Regions from separate parts of the Pan troglodytes genome. Here region 2 is linked to region 1. Evidence: chromatin contacts called from public Hi-C data. All regions are on one chromosome and are shown on one strand. The core of a region is the stretch at or near the end of the contact, and the rest is flanking DNA. Distances in the headings are between cores, read along the strand shown.

Region 1 (5,468 bases), core at 27-2,526:
ACGGGGGTGTACACAGGGGTAGGGGTCTTAGAGTAAAAAGGGAAAAGAAGGAAAGAAGCAGAGACTAGTTTACACATAAAAGTACATAAATAAGTTTACTTATGAAGACCATGGTTTCCCACTAACAGCCCCATCTTGGTAGCAGAATGGGACAAACTGTCACACACCCACAGTGAATTGTAAATAGCAGGGAATGGAAGGACAATGTTCATATGCATTGGATGTATAATAAGAATACATATGTGACCTACATATGTCTGTTTAATTAGGACAAGTGTCCATCCCTAGTGAAGATTGATTAGTCATTGTGACCTTGTTTTTGAAAGGATAATGAGAGCAGATGAGACTTTTGCTTTAACAAACTTACTTGGCCAAAATTTTAAAAGCTGGCAATTCTACCTTGCTACCAATCCTGATTGATTTGTTGTTGTTGTTGTTGTTGTTTTCCAACTTTACTTGCCTCTGATATTGAAATGTCTAGGAACTGTAACCTATGACATGGAAGTGCTATATAATTTGTTTTCAAATTTCAAGCCTCTTTAACTAATGTGGATTTTTATTAAGCAGTTGTTTGACATTCAATGTCAGATGGGTTACAAGGAAAGCTGATGTTTAGAAGGATGTACTGTGTGTTGGGCATCATCCCAGACTCTGTCTTTTAATTCGAGTCGCAAAACTTAAGCATCTTTGTATGGTAGATACGACTTAACCCAATATTTTTTCAAAAGAGAAACAAGTTTTATACCTTGCACAAAACCACAGGTGGTGAAGGCAGAATACAAACTGAGGGCCCGTCTGACTCAGAAGCCCATGATGTTTCCTATCCTATCTCCTCAGTTACCAAAAAGAGGTTCACAGCACTGGACCAGAGAGAGACCTTGGATGTTAACTCCACCAGCCTCTAATTTTGCAGAGAAGAATGCACTACAGCAGAGGTTAGGTTAATTGCCTAAGGCTTACTCAGTAAATTTGGTGATGTAGCTAAATTCATCACCAAATTTGGCTGCCACTCAGTCTCTAAATCGCTTGCCTGGTGTCCTTTCCACCCTCACCTCCACCCCTACCCTAGCCGTGCCCAGGCACTATCCATAGATGAAAAGAGACAGCCATCCTCAGCACCCTCCAGACCAGAGCAAGCTAAGAACAGTTGATGCCTCCCCAGAGCTCCTGACACAACTCCAGTGCTGTGGAGGAGGCCCATCCCACAGAGCTGCTGCAAGAAGAAGATGCTGGGAGCTGAGCTGCTCCCTGGCAATCGCCTCCAGGCCAGCTCAAGCCATGCTAAGGGATGGGGGTCATAGGGACAAAAGGGCATTGTGTGTGAGAGAGGGAGCGGGGAGGGAGTGTGGGGAGGAATGCACTGGCAATTTCTTCCTCTCCCAAAGCTTTCCTCGCCCAGCTGTCTCGTGGCAAAGGAAGGACCCTCCCTGGAGGGGCTGGCAGCCCACCATGGATGCCTGGAGACTGGAGCTGATTGATTGAGTTATTAGATTTCCTCCAAAGGATAGAGGGCTTCATTTAGCTGGCATTGTGTCACTTGCTACAATGGCCCCTGAGTATATAGACGCTGCCTTATGCCGTTCCCTTTAATTCCCTTCAAATAGGGACATTTAAAAAGAGTCCAATAACATTTTTCTGAAAGGAACCTCCACCTCCTTTTTTTAAAGAACAGAATCATTTGTTTCCAAAAGGGGGCCCTCCAAAAGAAGCTGGAGGAGCAGAAACCATTTTAATAGCATCTTCTCTTTGCTGAATTGTGTCTTCATTTTACACTGCGGCTTTATTCTCTGCCCCTTTGACACAGCCAGCTGCCTTTCACGTTCCAGCTCAGAAACAGGCTGGCTTCAGGCTGTAACAGGCACCAGCTTCCAAAGCCCTTTCTCCAGATGACTCACGTTAGCTTGTGTGAGCCTGTGAGCCCCACACCACAGCTCCCAGACCTTTGTTCCTTTGCAAAGTGCATTTAAGCTCCAAGTACTAAAACAGTGTCTACCTAAGTCTCCTGCCTTACAGTGGAGTGAAATAATTAATTACACAGTGGAGTGTCTGGTTCCTATCTTGTTCAGGTTCATCCTGTTATCAACTCAGCAGCTGGAGGAAGTGACATCACGTGCCCAAGCTCGGCTTTGAAGCTGGAGGTGCATACCAAGACACTGTATGTGGTACTGCACTCTGGCCAGGAAACATCACCCTTGGACCATCTGTTAAACTATTTAAAAAAAAAAAAAAAAGTTGGGACATCAGTTTCTTAACTAGAGTTTCAAATCCTATTGTTCAAATGGTGAAAAAAGCCTTTTGTGAATTCTGCTCTTAGCCTGGAAGGTTATAAAAGGAGTGAAGATAAGTTCCTGCAAGTGTCTTGAAAATTAAATCCTTTTATACAAAGTATAAATATATGTGGGGCTAGGTGGGGGGAATGCTCCACTGAGCAGGCTCCCATGTAACTAGTGAAGCAGATCCATTTAATGCTAGTCACCAGGATTTCTTTGCCCGAGTATTCCAAGCCCTGGTCTGGGGCTGCTTTTCTACTCCTATGAAAAAGTGCTTTATCAACTGCTTATCTCAAGTTTTTCTTAGTGAGTAACAGCTCTGGGAACTCTCTGTGTGGATCTGAACAGCATGCAAAATCATTTTACTTTTAAGACAAAAGACATTAGCTTCCTGTAGCTTTCTTAGCCATCTCTACCTCTCTTCCTTTCCCACCCACTTTTCCCTCCCCTCCCCTTCCTCCAACCCCCATGGCACTAAATAAAATGCTTAGAAAATGAAGGCCACAGCTGCCCTTTCTTCCCATTAAAACAATCAAGAATGATGGTGGGTTTAATATATTTGATTAGAGAAACTCCAATTTGGTGCACTTGAATCGGCTGCCTTTGTCTTCAGCTCCCGATGGCCCGATTTCAGTGGAATGTCCTCTGCTGTCCACTGCCAGCTCAGGCTGGGAGAAAATTCAGACGCTGAAAGCATTGGCTTGGCATGCTCAGAAACACGGTATTTATGCTGTAGAAGATGCCAGGCCCACTTCTTCCTAATCAGAGGGAGCGCCACTTCATTAAATCGTGGTCACTTACTGGTGACCCTCATAGTTGTAGCCCTGGGGGGCCTGTGGTACTCTTTAGCAATGTTAATTTTTCATGGATTTTATTGCTTTCCTTCGTTGATATTGGCTGTTGAAATTCCAGCCTGAATCCTGTTCAAACAACCCAGGAGATTCTGGTACCCAACTTGCACAGAGGAAGTTCAGAGAATAATAATCACATTTACATATGGAGTCTCTTTCATTCAAAGAACAAATAGAAAACTAATGGAAAATAAGAAAATGTGTCATCATTTCCCCACAAGGTGTTATTAAACAGGTTTGAAATATTGCCTGGGCAGCCCCAAACTTGTAGGGTACTTGAGAAGGAATTGATCTCATGGGGGGCTGGAGGCTTGGCAAACACAGCTTATTTGCACTTAACGTTTATAGAGATTTTTAGGAGGGGCTCTCTTGAAATATTCTAAATAAATGTATGCTCCAAGAATAAGTACAAGAATGAATTCAGGATAAGAGTTTAAATTCCTATCAAAGACATATTGAAATGCTACAGAGCATGTAGGGGTTTATTTGAATATATTTTAATCCCTACCATGGTCAGAGTCAGAGATTGGAGTTAGATGGACGAGGTCACAAAGACTGCTAAACTCATTTTCTACACTTTTATGAAGTGAAATCCCCACGTCTCCCAGTATCCACCCCAAGTCAGCCGCCTAGCTGAGCCCCTGCCCAGTGACTTCTCCACCCAGGCTCTGTGGTAGGAAACCAAAGCCCAGGGACACAGCCAAGTTAGAAATAAGCATTCAGGCTTTTGGGTCCCAGTGTCCATGCCCAGTCTGTGAGTTGGCCTGTCAACAACATGGACAAGGGACATGCTGGGCTCTGCCAGGCTCAGGAAGAGTGGCCCTGGAAGGAGGGCTTCCTGTCCTCCACAGCCCTGGCAGTGAGCATCTCGCCATCACCTCAGGGGTGGGTGGGTGGGGGCTGGAGGTCACTCAGAGACCAATGTGGTCCCCATCAGCTTTGCAGGCACTGCAAGCCCAAGTCCTCGGAGGAGACCTGGTTACAGTCTGTCTCCACACTCAAAGGCACTCTGGTCGTGGGGCAAGAAGAATGAGCACAGCCTTCTGGGAGGGACGGTTTCCCAAGAGCAGCACCCACACACAGGGAAGGACTCTGAGAGAAGGTGCCGAGCCTGGCGGTGTGAATGAGCTCCATGCTTCTCCTTGGGAGAAACGAAAGCCTTTCTAGACACTGAGGGAGCAGAGTACAGGCAGCTAAGGCCCACACGGCCCCCCAAGGTGCATCAGATAACTTTAGTTACAAAAATACAACAAAGAGCTGGCTGCATTTTACCTCCCCTTCCACTGTAAAAGTCGAGATTTAAGATTCCTGTTGTATAAGAATTAGTATGAAAAGAATTTTGTATCCTATTATGGCATTGTGTTATAATAATGGAATGCTCTCCCCGCCCAATCTGGCTTACTGTCCCCTAGATCTTGCCAATGATTATTCAGTTCCACAGTGTGTGAGTGTTGCTGTGGGGACAGCCTCCTGAGCCTGAAAGAAAGAGGCCATGAATGCTTCAAGCTGGAAAACGGCATAGTCAGCCCTCCGCCCCGGGCACCCGTATCTACGCACACTCAGACACACACACGGGGACACACACACTTCACCCAGCGGTTTTACTATCTTCCAAGCTAACCTGGTCCTGCATGGGAAGTTTAATACTTGGACAACTGCAGCTGTATGAGCAGCTCATTGTCTCTGACGTGACACACAATGGGTTCCAGAAAAGGAAAACAAAATACTCTTTAAACTGTGCTGCGTTCTGTTTGGAAATCGAGAGTCCAGGCAAAGGGTTTTCCTTGACAAACCAGAACAGGGGTGTTGTTGCTGCACTTTAATTTTGCTTGGTAACTGGATCTTGTTCCCCTGAGCATAAAGATTTAACAGAGTTTCTCCAGAATTTACCAATTCAGAGAGTTCTGAACAGCTAAGTAGGGGTGGGCAGGGGGAAAATGTGTTTTTAACTCATCACATGTCCGCAGGATTCTTAAGGAGAAAACGGTGACCGGTTCTTTTCCATGTCCCCCGGAACAAAGCAAGGAGAAATGAACTTCAGCTGCAGCAGGTGAGATTCAAGTGAGACATGAGAAAAGTTTTCCAGCCTGAGGAATGTTGACTAGAATGTATCACTGAGTGAGGATGCTGAAACACTGCGGAAGATCCATGGGTCTGGCTAATTACCGCGTAGTAAGGGGTGGAACCCTTGGATTCTACGGAAGCTCCTGGCTGGTTAGGTGCTGATAATGGTGTTTTGTTTCATTTTGTTTCGAGATTTCTAGTTGTTGGGCTCCCATTGTCACATATTTCCCTCAAATCAACTCCCTCTGAATCACCCTATTTGGAGGGAGACACTATTCTCCAT
Region 2 (5,809 bases), core at 2,972-5,471, 470 kb after region 1:
GTCATGGAAATGAAGTTTCATTATTTATAAATACTGCACTAGATTTAGAAGATCCCGGGTTTTCCAAAAGTCTTAGGTTCCACTTTGTGTGTGACCTTATAGCAATTCTAGCCAATATTAAAACAAGTGTAAGACATTTAACATACCATCCCCACAAACACAAAATGCATATCCTTCAAATATAACCAGCACTTAACTATCTAAAGAATGACATTAAAAGTTTTTGAATTCATTAACAGTTTTCCAACTAGTTTGTCCTATGCAAATGACTCAAACTTTCAGGCAGGCCCCAGGAAGCGGCACACAAGAAACTATTTAATTAAAGATTCAGCCTAATTCCCAGTAGTAAATCACAGGAAATATTTTGTGCCAAAGCAACTTCTCCTCAGTCCTAAAACAGTTAAGTTTTGGTTGCTTTGCATTTAAAAACTGGATTTAAGTTAAAATTCATAGTAAAATTTCTCTTTTATGACTCTTAGAACAGGAGTCTTTCAGATCTGAGAGTGAAACTTGGTTTTAACAAGTAACTCATTTTTATGAAACTAACCAAAAGACTAGTTATGAGTTAGAACAGCTCAGGTTGTTTCTTTTCTTCTTAAAATACCCTTTTACTCAAACTGAAAATGTACTTGCTGCAATCAGACTTAAACCAACTGACATTACACCTGAAACATTTACTCATTTGAGAAAGGCAGCCTACTCCAAAGCAAAGCCCCATTAGGCTCCCACTGGGAGCTGCCCAAGGGCCTCCAATTCCAGACAGATAACAGGTCTCCTAGCTCTGGCAAATAAATTTTAAAAAAAAACTAAATTATTCTTGCATTTTTTAAAAAATCAGAACAAGAACCTGATAAAAATGGTTGTAAAGATGATTTAACATCAGAATCTATTTTTTAAAAACCTAAATCTTAAAAAGTGTAAGCATATTCCTAGTTTAAGACTAACACTCTGACAATGCCATTTGAGACGCAAAACTAAAAATATCCCAAAACACTGCCTTTATCTTTAAAGAAAGGCACTCCAGCAAGTTGAAGTAGGTTGTATCCATTTCCAAGGACTAAAGAATGGTGTAAGTACACACTGTACTTTGAATGCAAAAAAAAGGGGGGAGGATTTTTTTTTTTAAATGGCTAATACTCTGTAACAGCTGAAGTGGAATTGATAGATGAGCAAGTAAGTCAAGTACTTAAATTCAAATGTTAAGTAAAACAAGATTTGGCAGACAATTTCGATTTTGTGACTTAATAGAATATATGCTGAACTTAACGGTAAGAAGGCACTTTACTTTTTTGAAACACTTGGTAAAATTGCATGTAATGCCTGGTAATGAAGCGATAAGTGATACCTTTACTCTAAAACACACTTTGGAAAAAATAAAATGAATCTTGAATTCCTTCTAAAGGAACTTCAATATGGTGTGAGTAACTTAACCCTTTTGACACGCATTAACCACAGGGATGACATTGTGTGTAAAATAACCTTGGTATTAACAACTGCGCAGCAAAGACCAATCTTTATTATGCCGTGGAGTCCAATATGAGAGGCGAAGAAAGGTATGTTTTAAAAAGGTGTTTAGCTCGGCCGGGCACGGTGGCTCACGCCTGTAATCCCAGCACTTTGGGAGGCCGAGGCGGGCCGATCACGAGGTCAGGAGATCCAGAACATCCTGGCCAACATGGTGAAACCCGGTCTCTACTAAAAACACAAAAATTAGCTGGACGTGGTGGCTCGTGCCTGTAATCCCAGCTACTCGGGAGGCTGAGACAGGAGAATCGCTTGAACCAGAGAGTCGGAGGTTGCAGTGAGCCGAGATCGCGCCACGGTACTCCAGCCTGGCGACAGAGCGAGACTCCGTCTCGGAGGAGGGGAGGGAGGTGTTTAGCTCAACTAGACAGCCTTTACAGCAATTCCGCCACCGGTGACAGTGAGAAACTGTCAGCTTGGGGAGGCCGCGCCACGACTGGACCCCGCCCCCGGGAAGCCTCCCCGGAGCCGAGGGCCCCCGGGCCTTCTCCTCGGAGTCGGGAAGTGCCTGCCCCCACGCTAAGTCTCTCCTGGCCACGCTCTGAAAGGCAAAAATGGCAAAAATCCTCCTTCAAGGCACCGCTCCCTCGACGCGCACCGCCACTCCGACTCCCTCAAAACATTGGTCGCAAAGCCCCCCCGCCTGGTCCTCCATGCTCAAGAATAGGGTGGCAAGGCAGGAAAAGACTCACACATCCCAGCCCCCGGCCCCTCAGGGCAGCCTCTGTGTTTCTAACTAAAAGCCTCCTACCAGGGGCAAGACCAAGTTCGGGCGCTTCCCCGCATGGAGAAACGCTGGCCCCACGGCGCCCGGCCCCGACGCGCTGGCCCTTTAAAGGCGCGGGCTTCCTGCGCCCGGGGCCCCTCCCACGCCACCGCCACCGCCACCGCCCGCGCCCGCCCCCGCCGAGGGTCACACTTGAACTTTAGCTCGCCCCGCGCGGCCAGGCGCCGGCGCTCCGCAGGCGGTGGCCGCCCCTTCGCACGTGTCGGAGGCACCACCTCGGGCTCGGGACGCCGGGCCCCCGGCACTCCAGGCCACTCCGGAGAAAACCAAAACAAAGCAAAATGCGCACCGCCTCCAGAAACTGCCCGACCGGCCCTGCACCGTCCCCGGCCGGTCGCGCCCTGCCTGTCCCCTCCACCTGCAGCCCGGTCCCGGGGCAGCGAGGCTCCGGGGCCCCTCGCCGCGCCCTCCCCCGCCGCGCCCGGCGGAAACAGCTCCGCGGCGCGGCCGGAGAGAACCCGCCCTCCCCCCGCGGAGGTCCGGGAGGGAAGGGGCAGCCGAAGCAGTCGGCGCGGGCCGGGGGTTGCCGCTCCCAGCGAACCCCTTTCTCCTTTCACTGGCAAACTTTTCGGCCTAGCTCTGACGTCCACTTCTTGGCGCACTTTCTTTACTTAGTTCCCCAACGAGCCCCTTTCCGCGTCCCACGCGAACTCCTGACTGGCGCGCACGCACACCTACTGCCGTCCCCGACCGGACCCAGGCGAGGCCACTGCGACCACCGCTTCTCGCCCGCCCTCCTGGGAACGCGCTGCCCTCCTGCTCCGCACCTTCAGGCCGAGCAAACCTGCACAGCTGCGCCCTCGCCTGACCCACCGCGCCCCTAAGGTCCGGCCGCGCGCCGAGTCCACTCACCTTCCAGCCCGCCGAGCTGTTGCTGTCACCCTTATCCTTGAAGTAGGGCACGCTCTTGACCATCCACTCGTAGATCTGCGACAGCGTGAGCCGCTTCTCCGCCGAGCTCTCGATGGCCTTGGTGATGAGGTCGGCGTAGGACAGGTTGCCCCACGCGTTGCGGCGGGACGAGCTGCTCTTGCGCGGCTGCCCCGCGAGCGGCCCAGCGGCGGCGGGGGGCACTGGCGGGTGCTGCGACAGCGGCCCGGGCGGCGGGGGCTGCGGTGGCGCTGGGTGCAGGCAGCCCGCCTCCGGGCCCTGGAAGTCCCCGCACAGCCCCCCGGTGGCGGCCGCGGCGGCCGCCGCCGCCACCGCCGCCGCCACGGAGCCGGGCGCCTGCGGGAAGTCTTCGCTCTCCTCCAGCAAGCTCAGGTTGCTCATGAAGTCGGCGCTGACAGCGGCAGCCGAGGCCGAGGGCAGGCCCGCCGCGGCGTCGGGGTTGGCAGCCGCGCTGCCCGACGGTGCCGGGCTGGAGGTGGCCGAGTTGGACTGGCTAAACTCCGGCCTGGGCAGCGGCCAGGTGCACGAGCGCGGCCGGGGCAGCGGCTCGAAGTCCGGGTCGATCTCCACCACCTGAGGCGCCTCGGCCATGGTGACCCCCGCCCCTCCCCCAGCCGCAGGAGAGCCAAGAGGGGGAGAACGCAGCACTGGGGGCGGACGGGGAGGGGGCGCGAAGGGACGGTCCGAGATTTGGGGGAACGAAGCCGGTGCGGCGAGCGGACGGAAACTGGGAGGAAGGCGCGGCGGAGTGGAAGCGCGAGCCCAGAACTTAACTTCGCGGGGCCATCCACATCGAGGCTCCTCGGGGTCCGCCGCACGGACTGGACGGCTGGCCAGAGCCGCCGGGCCGGGGCAGAGCCTGCGCCGCGCTGCAGCTGACAGGGCCGCGGACGGAAGGACGGACGGACGCCGCGGGCCGCTTGCTCTCCCCAGCGGCGCGCCCGCTGCGCTGCTGCCTGTTGAATGTGGCGGCTGCGGCAGCAGCTGCTGCGACTACCAGGCCGCCCGACTTACGGGATCTGCCGCCGCCCCCCGCCCGCGGCGGCGCGCGCGCCGGCCCGCCCCTGACCGACAGCCCGCGCGGCCAATGGGCATGCGGCACCGCCGCCCGGGCAGCCAGTGGGCGCCGGGCTGGGTGGGGCCCGGTTTTCCACGGGGAGGCGGCGGTGGGCTGGTGGGGGGTAGTGGGGTGTTTTTCTCTTTCACACACTCACCTCCTTTTTTTTTTTGGATCTCTATTATTTTCTGGTAATTCTCGAGTGTTTCTGTGATTCTCTCGCCGTCTCAGTGTTTTGATTGCTAGGAAGCAAACCAGCGTGGAGGCGGCGGCGACACTTTGTTTACTACGGAGCAGCAGAGCCGAGTACTCGGGAAGCCCGGGTGGGAGGAGGCGCTCGCTGCTCCCTGACCTCCGCTGCGGGCCGAGCCCGGCGGGCTGGCAGGGCAGGGGGCCGAGGGCCGGGGGCGCGGGGTGGGCGGGCGGAGGCGGCCGCGCGGAATTCTACTCAATCACTCCCTCCTGGCTCCACCCACGATGTCTTTGCTGAACGACGTGGGGAATCGGTGGGTTTTGTTTTGATTTAATGTTTTCTTTCGCTGCGATCTGTCAAGTCCTCCGGCCCCCTCGCGAGCGGCACACGCCCCCCACCCCCGGCGCCGCGGCTCCTGCAGTCGAGTCCGCGCCGAGGGACCCTTCTCCGTGCCCACCGGTCCGCACCCCCGGGCTCAGCCTGTGCCATTCGGTCTAGCCAGAGGCGCGTCACCCAGCCGGCAGCCCCCAGCCGGATTCACTGTATTCTTGACCTTTTTTAAAATGCTAGAAATGAGGAACAGGGGCTCCGGCGCGGGGAGGAGATTCTCTGGCCTCCCTGAACACACGAATCCAAAGGCACCCGCGACCGCATGCCCTCCGTGGGAACCACTTCCCCTGGGCGGGAATCTCCCGCTCCGTCCACTAAGTCCAGGGCCGGCAGCGAAGGGCTCAGGAGCGCAGTTAGCGAGAACCAGGTCATTTTATTACTTATCCCTAATTAAATTTAGCTGTTTGTTATTTCTTTTTTATTTGCAACGGAAGTGATCGGGTGTTAAGTAAAAACGCAAGGGGGGCGGGAGATAGGACCAAAGCCTTGGGGCGCAGCCTGCCCCACCCCCAAGTTCCTTGAGGCTACTTGCTGTGTGTGTCAGTCAACCCCCCACCCACACCCCACCTTTCCTCATCTGGGCTGCAGGTCCAGGACATCCTGTCAAGGATCAGTGGGGCCAAAGGTGGGAAGATAATGGCCCTTGTGTCTCAAGCAGAAGAAACAGTTTTCCAGTTTTGTTTTGTTATGCTTTTGCTTTTTTAGGAAGAATATGGAAGGCATTTCCTTTTAGAAAGATGGGACCACTTGGGATGGAAGATGGACAGTAGGGTTTTAAATATCTTGTCCAAAAGGACAGCTTCCAACTCTTTTGTTTTTTAATCCCTTTCTTTCTTACAAGTAATTCTGCAATGGAAAAAGTGGCATCTAGAGAAAATTAGTCAGTTGGACAAGAGGTTGTTGAAAAAATAAAAGAGAAAAGAGGGGGAAAAAGGAAAAATTAGGCCTCTTACAAAAGTTAAAAAGA

What was found. Hi-C and Micro-C count contacts between places; a contact is called where the count stands out from the background.
Region 2: a Hi-C map of stem cell-derived neural progenitor cells shows a contact between it and region 1, with 4 times the contacts expected there. The contact joins the promoter of FOXO1 here to the enhancer-like site in region 1. A contact is called at or near these places in 1 of 7 Hi-C or Micro-C datasets (stem cell-derived neural progenitor cells) and 1 of 1 datasets of contacts at active chromatin or transcription factors (stem cell-derived excitatory neurons).

The regions. Positions count from the first base shown.
Region 1 is chr14:39,294,480-39,299,947 of NHGRI_mPanTro3-v2.0_pri, forward strand. LOC104004361 (a long non-coding RNA gene) reads left to right here. Exons shown (of 4, transcript XR_677293.1): 4 at 1-166. Among named protein-coding and RNA genes, the nearest start is that of FOXO1, 470 kb to the right of the region's middle. Within about 2 kb of position 1,277, at least 15 of the 24 cell types and tissues checked have an H3K27ac peak or open chromatin away from gene starts, as enhancers often do. A contact at or near this core is called in stem cell-derived excitatory neurons and stem cell-derived neural progenitor cells, where this site is marked.
Region 2 is chr14:39,761,014-39,766,822 of NHGRI_mPanTro3-v2.0_pri, forward strand. FOXO1 (forkhead box O1) reads right to left here and starts at 4,222. Exons shown (of 3, transcript XM_522749.9): 1 at 3,164-4,222. The coding sequence starts at 3,793.